2 separate regions of the Nothobranchius furzeri genome follow, and region 1 is linked to region 2. Evidence: chromatin contacts called from public Micro-C data. All regions are on one chromosome and are shown on one strand. The core of a region is the stretch at or near the end of the contact, and the rest is flanking DNA. Distances in the headings are between cores, read along the strand shown.

Region 1 (3,578 bases), core at 171-2,670, 99 kb before region 2:
AGCCTCCTGCTGCTGGGCAGTAGTCTGAATTTTGGCCCCCATACCGCGCCATAGTTTTAAAGGCTCACATTCCCAGATAGCACAGCTTCTTGGAGGTTCTCAAACTCCATCATGCTAATAAGGAGACTCGATGACTTCCCTCTGGTCTGGGATGAGCTTCTATGTGAACTGGATGAGTTCATGTATCCTGATGTATGGTTTTTGTGATAAAACTCAGCAAGAGATGCGATCAGTTCTTCTGCAGTAATGATGGTGTTGCTTTGGTCTGTATTGGTGAAGAAGGATCATCTGCAGCAGGGATAACCAATCTTGGTTCTGGAGATCGCTGTCCAGCAAGTTTTAGTTATTTCCCTGCTCCAACACACCTGATTGAATAACTTGTTCAGTAGGTCATCGAGTTCTGCAAAACATGTTCATCGAGCAAGGAAACCTGGCCCTTGAGGGCCAGCTTTGGACTCCACTGTGTTAGGTGAAGTCCTACGAGATTCAAAGTATGGTACTGCTTTGTTTAGTCTCAAGTGCGTTTTTTATTTTGACATATATAAAGACATTTAATGTTGTACAAAAACTTGCCTATCTTCAAATTTCCTGTTGGGGAAACTATACAGAGACTTTTTGTCATTAGATAAGAGAAGTTATCAGCAAAGTTATAAGAAATGAGGTGGGACACAATTATTATTAATACTGTACATTAATTCTGTGATGTTTATTAATTGGCTATAAATTATTTTTAAAGGGAAAAATTCTGGGACATCAATCTAGTTCTTTTCTATTTTGTGATCACCTTTTTAAAAATGTTAAAAATACTTTAAAAATACAACAACAGCCATCCATGGGTGCGGTGGAGGACTGCCAATTGATCACTAAAACCATGATTACGCATTTTCTTTTATTGAAGCATAAAGCAGAAGAAAACTGAACATCAGAAACATTGAAAAAACAAACAAAACCTAATCGGAACACCTGGCATCAGTACTAATAATATAGAGGTGAGAGAACATCAAAAACCTTTTTTTTTTACAAGAGAAGAACTTAAAGTGTAAAAGTTGTAGAATAAGTGTTGATTTTTATTCCAAATTCTAACATTATGCGTTTTTTATTTTTATTTGTTTTTACTAAATTGCTATTTGGAACGTTAACTATTTTGTATTTATTAAAAAAAACCTGTTCACAACTTAACAAAAAGAAAGAAAAAGGAGATGCTCATTCCACACAGACTTTGGCGAACATCGATCCCATTTTTGGGAATAACAATGGGCTTGTGCGTATTTGTCACTGGGTCAGTGGCACTTCCAAAATTTACATAAGAAAAAAAACAATAAAACACCCTCCCCCTTCCAATCCCTGCGTGAAAGCGTCCCTAAGGGGGATCACAGCAGGTTTATGGAAATAAGCTGAGGAGGAGTAGCTGTAGGAGGAGGTGGAGGAGGTGGCGGAGCCATTTTGTACTCATTTCAAACTCCGTGTGGGTTCACGCAGCCGGTGCGCACCGTGGATACACTGGGATGATGGATACCTGCCACCTTTCCCGCATGAAAACTTCACCATGAGGGTCAAAAGTAAGACGCGGTGTTGGGAGAGGGACAGCTGATCCTTGAGCTAGGGGATTCCTGTGGAGTTGGCCGGGATCGGGCAGGTAATTCAGCATGGAGCTGTCGATGTGTTGCGTCTGGGTCTGTGCCCTGCTGACGGTGCCGCTTGTGGGATGTTTGGAGATGCACCTTTCGGAGACTTTACAGCCCGGGAATCTTTTAGCCAACCTGTCGCTCGGCTCTGGGTGGACTTATAGCCTCGACAGGACATTATCTCCCAAATTTATCCAGAACATTTTTCACGTTGAGTGGAACAGTGGGCTGATCCGTTTGTCCCATAAAGTTCTGTGCGCGCACACGCCAAGGAACCCGGCGCCTGTTTATTTCAGAACCGGTTCCTCCACGTCCGGAGACGTTATTCTCACGCATTTTAACGTGTTTGTGCACGGGCAAGACTGTTTTATTAAATACAAGAGAAAGAAGACGGCAAGTAAGCCTGACATTCACATAAAACACTTTTTAAAACTGAAGGCAACTTCCTGTTTGCACGCAGGTGAATGGTTAGTGAATGTAACAGAACTTCTGCCAACTTTCACTCGGAATATTATCCCCTTGAACGCGAAATGTGTTGGAGAGGAGGACTTTGTTGCTGTGTTTAGACGTGGGGATATGATCCTTGTCAATGACTTGTGTCTTGAGCACAGAGAAAATTTGCACTGCGCTTTGCCCAGCTCTCCAGGCGGCAGCGTCTCTGTGCAGCTGAGTCTGATGCTTCAGCATGGTTCAGTATCAGAAACAGCCCACAGAAAGTCAAATCAACTGATGCACAGGAGGAAGCGACAAGTAAACACCACTCCGCAGTTCCAGCTCCCCAACTATCAGGTGTCTGTTCCAGAGAATGAGCCTCCAGGTACACAGGTCATCACCCTGAAAGCAGTAGACCTGGATGATGGAGAGGCGGGGAGGCTGGAGTACAGCATGGAGGCTTTATTTGACAAGAGATCGGACAACTTTTTTCAAATTGATGCCAAGACAGGGGGTATAACAACCATCCAGGCACTTGACAGAGAAGTGAAAGACACCCATGTTTTTAAAGTTACTGCATCTGACAACGGGACCCCCAAAAGGGCTGCCACATCTTACCTCACAGTTACGGTGAGTGACAAAAATGACCACATTCCCGCTTTTGAGCAAAACGATTACAGAGTTAAAATCAGGGAGAATGTGGAAGTTGGCTTTGAAGTGATGACAATCCGTGCCACTGATGGTGATGCCCCTTCCAACGCCAACATGATTTATAAAATTGTGAATGAAGACGCCATCAACTCTGTGTTTGAGATTGATCCCCGGACTGGTCTAGTGAGGATCAGGGAGCGGCCCGACAGGGAGACCCAGGTCCAGTACAAACTGATAGTTGAGGCCAATGATCAGGGCAAAGACCCTCATCCTCTGACTGCCACTGCTACTGTTCACATCACTGTGGAGGATGAAAATGACAACTATCCACAGTTCAGCGAGAAGAGGTATGTTGTACAGGTCAAAGAGAACGTGGCAGTCGACACAGAAATCATCCGGGTGGAGGCAACAGATAAAGATGAGGGAAACAACGCCAAAGTTCACTACAGTATCATCAGTGGCAACATCAAAGGACAATTCTACATCAACTCCCCCACTGGTGTGATTAACGTCATCAACCCTTTGGACTATGAGATGATTCGTGAGTATAATCTACGGATTAAAGCACAAGATGGTGGCAGGCCTCCACTGATAAATGGCACAGGGATGGTTGTGGTGCAGGTGATTGACGTAAATGACAATGCACCCATGTTTGTCAGCACACCTTTCCAGGCTACAGTGTTGGAAAATATGCCGATTGGTTATTCTGTTATCCACATTCAAGCAATAGATAGTGACTCAGGAGAAAATGCTCGCCTAGACTACCGGCTCACTGACACCATGCCTGGTTTTCCATTCACCATCAACAACAGCACCGGCTGGATCACTGTGAGTGAAGAACTGGACAGGGAGACTAAAGAGTTCTACACC
Region 2 (3,222 bases), core at 460-2,959:
TGGTAGATCACTTGAATTCTAATAGCACCTTCCAGGTTTCCAAAACCCCCAAGGTGCTTCACAACGCATCCAGTCATTCACCCATGCACACACACACACACACACACACACACGCTGGTGGTGATGAGCTTCATCATAGCCACAGCTGCCCTGGGGCTCACTGAGGGATGCAAGGTTGCCGTTCACAGGCACCACCGTTTCCATGGACACCACCAGCAGGATACTTGGGTTATGTGTCTTTCTCTTAAGTACACAGCGGCTGCGACATTGTGAGCAGGACTCAGTCACGCAATCATGCACTTACGAGACAGGCTCTTAACTCCCCAGCCACCATTGTCCCAGATGAGATGAGAACTCAAGTCTTGTGAACAATCTTTATCTAATGTAATCTGAAGTGAAAGTAAGCAGGTTAGTAAGCCACAAACAAGAGGTGAGCACAGCTCCCTGGTCCAGGACAAAGTGAGTCGTTAACCTGTGCAATTTGGGATTTTATCTAAATGCGACACCATATTTACTATAGTTTACAACAGTTTGCACCATCAACATAGGTTTGCACCAATCAAACCCAGTTTTTCACTAGTGAAATAAAAATCTGCAGAAGCATTTATTTATTTAAAAAAAACTTACAAAGTCAAATAAATATTTATTTCTATCATCAGACTTGGACCTTAAAGACTCTTAAAGACACTAGACATCACTTGGACTTGCCCCTCGAAAACTGGAGACTTGATTTTGTCAGACTGGGATGAACTGGTCTGAAAAAACAGGGAGTTCAGATGTGGCATGCAGTATGACCCAGGTACGGAAGTATTGGCGTTAAATGAGACTGCAGTTAATATAGGAATCGCTGAGCAGGGATTTCCAGAAGTAAGAGAAAACAGACTTACGGGTAGTAGCATAGACTGTACATATGGGTAGTAGGCAGTTTTCTAGGTGGAGTTGGCTTGGAAAGCAATTGGAAACGTGTGGCTCGATCGAAAGAATCAATGACTGAGTGACCGCCCTATGTGTTGGACTTCCGTAAACAGATGAGGCTGGTGACATGGAGTGGACAATCCGGTGAGCGGGATGCTGGGTAATGTAGTCCTAGTTGATAGAATTGCGTCCAGGTTGGTGGCTGGGGTTCGCGACAGATTTAGCTTTGAACTTAAGAGGTTTAGGACTTGACTAAAACCTGGCCCTCAAAGATGCAAGACTTCACTTGAGAGTGACTTGGACTTCTGCCTAAAAGATTTGGGACTTGACTTGGGCTTCATAAAATACTCAAGACTTGGAAAATTGACTTGTGAACATCTGTTTCCATCTAGTTGCAAGTAGTGTCAGCCCAGTGAGCCTTTATGAAATCCAAAGCTGTGTGTTCTAGAGGAGCATCCTCGTGTCACCACTTTTTATTACATGAACATACAAGCCAGTCATTTTTAACCAAAGGACAAATATAATGTAACTGTTTTTAAATCTGCACGCAAAAACCGATCTGTTTTTGTATATGTCTCTTTCCAGTTTGTGTGTACCGTTATAGCCATCCTCCTTCATTACTTCTACATGTGCACCTTTGCCTGGATGTTCGTTGAGGGGCTGCACATCTACCGCATGTTGACGGAGCAGCGCAACATCAACCACGGCCACATGAGGTTCTACTACGCCATAGGCTGGGGCATACCAGCTATCATCACTGGTGAGAAACACACAGCAGCAAGCACAAACACAACCTCCGACAAACAAATCTGTGGAAGAGAGCGGAGCTGCCGGCAAACTTCAAGCTGTGACTAGTCTGTCATGTGTAGATCCTCGTGGGAACGTTATTGAACAAGACACCGGAAGAATGAGACATACTGAGACATGATCTTCGAATCGTCAAAAACAAGATGAAACTGTAGTTTATGTAATGTAGAAGAAGAATGACTAAATGTGTTTCTATTGCACATTCGTAGCTGATACTTGTCAGTAAGACTCATTTTAGTTTGTTTTACTCAGCTTCAATAGATTGAGAGCCCTTGAGACAGATTCCCTGTGTTGTAACTGCCTTCTGTCATTTTGTACATAACGTCTGTGTAACAGAAACATTTTCTAACTGTAACTTTTGCTGCCGCTTGGCTGGAACTCCCTTGAAAATGAGGTTTTTAATCTCAATGGGATCTTCCTGGTTAAATAAAGAATACATTCAATAAAAAACATTAGAGGTAAACTGAAATAGAAATTAATTTCAAATAATAGGCTGGAACTCTAGAAAATTGTATGAAAGGTGAGACGTGAAAACTAAAACTATTCATGTGTGTTAGAACAAGTGAGGAGGAATAAAAGGTACAAATGCAGAAAAACTTAGACTTTTTTATCTTGTTGTTTTGATGTGTTTGTGTAGGTTTGGCAGTAGGCCTCGACCCTCAGGGTTATGGGAACCCGGATTTCTGCTGGCTTTCAATCCATGACACTCTCATCTGGAGCTTTGCAGGACCCATCTTTGTAGTTGTCCTGGTATGTGCCTGAATTACAGCTTTCTTCTTTTTCAGTAAAAGCCACCATAAGGTGGGCTATAATATTTTTGCTTGTATGACCTTTTCCTGCAAATTTTAAAGCCCAGGCCCCACTGTACGTTTTTCAGCCATCGTAGACATATCTCTCATCGTGAACAGAATCGTGACAAGAAATGGTGAATGTGAGGGTGATTTGCAGCTTTGTCCAGTGTGACCAGCCCAGCGACAGTTTATTGAACATCCCCACAACTAAATACAGTCTTCAAGCTGTGTCAGAAAACCTGGTTTAAGTACAACCAATGAATCTACACCGAGGAAGTGACGTGATAAACCAGTGATAGGATTACAATGTCAAAGTTGCAGTAGCATCATTAGCAACAATGGAGGCTACGCATAAGAACATGTGGACCACTCCTTTTTTGGAGACCAGTTAGGAGTTTAACAAAAGAAGCGTTACCGTTGTTGTGTTGGGTATTTGTCAGCTCTGTGTGATCTATGCTTTTTTGCGAGTATGCTTGTGATGATGGTGTGTCCTACTGGAGCGGGACGTCGTGTAGTTTGGCTAATGGAGATACAGGTTGATGGTTTACCTGAAAAGATGTACTGCTTGTCCCACCTTCGTCAATGCCTTTGCACTAACGTGCTCCTCTAATCGCCCCTCTGGACATAAGCGGGCCATCAGCTGGGGACCACCAGTCATTGATGTTTTGCTCCTTTAACCCCAGTACATCTCATGGTGGTTGAGCGATGG

What was found. Hi-C and Micro-C count contacts between places; a contact is called where the count stands out from the background.
Region 1: a Micro-C map of tail fin shows a contact between it and region 2, with 6 times the contacts expected there. The contact joins the promoter of celsr1a here to the enhancer-like site in region 2. A contact is called at or near these places in 2 of 2 Hi-C or Micro-C datasets (skeletal muscle and tail fin).

The regions. Positions count from the first base shown.
Region 1 is chr1:55,529,929-55,533,506 of NfurGRZ-RIMD1, reverse strand. celsr1a (cadherin EGF LAG seven-pass G-type receptor 1a) reads left to right here and starts at 1,420. Exons shown (of 36, transcript XM_070549048.1): 1 at 1,420-3,578. The coding sequence starts at 1,647.
Region 2 is chr1:55,431,903-55,435,124 of NfurGRZ-RIMD1, reverse strand. It overlaps celsr1a (cadherin EGF LAG seven-pass G-type receptor 1a), which reads left to right. Exons shown (of 36, transcript XM_070549048.1): 26 at 1,501-1,675; 27 at 2,360-2,472. Among protein-coding and RNA genes, the nearest start is that of gramd4a, 16 kb to the right of the region's middle. Within about 2 kb of position 1,709, at least 1 of the 3 cell types and tissues checked has an H3K27ac peak or open chromatin away from gene starts, as enhancers often do. A contact at or near this core is called in tail fin, where this site is marked.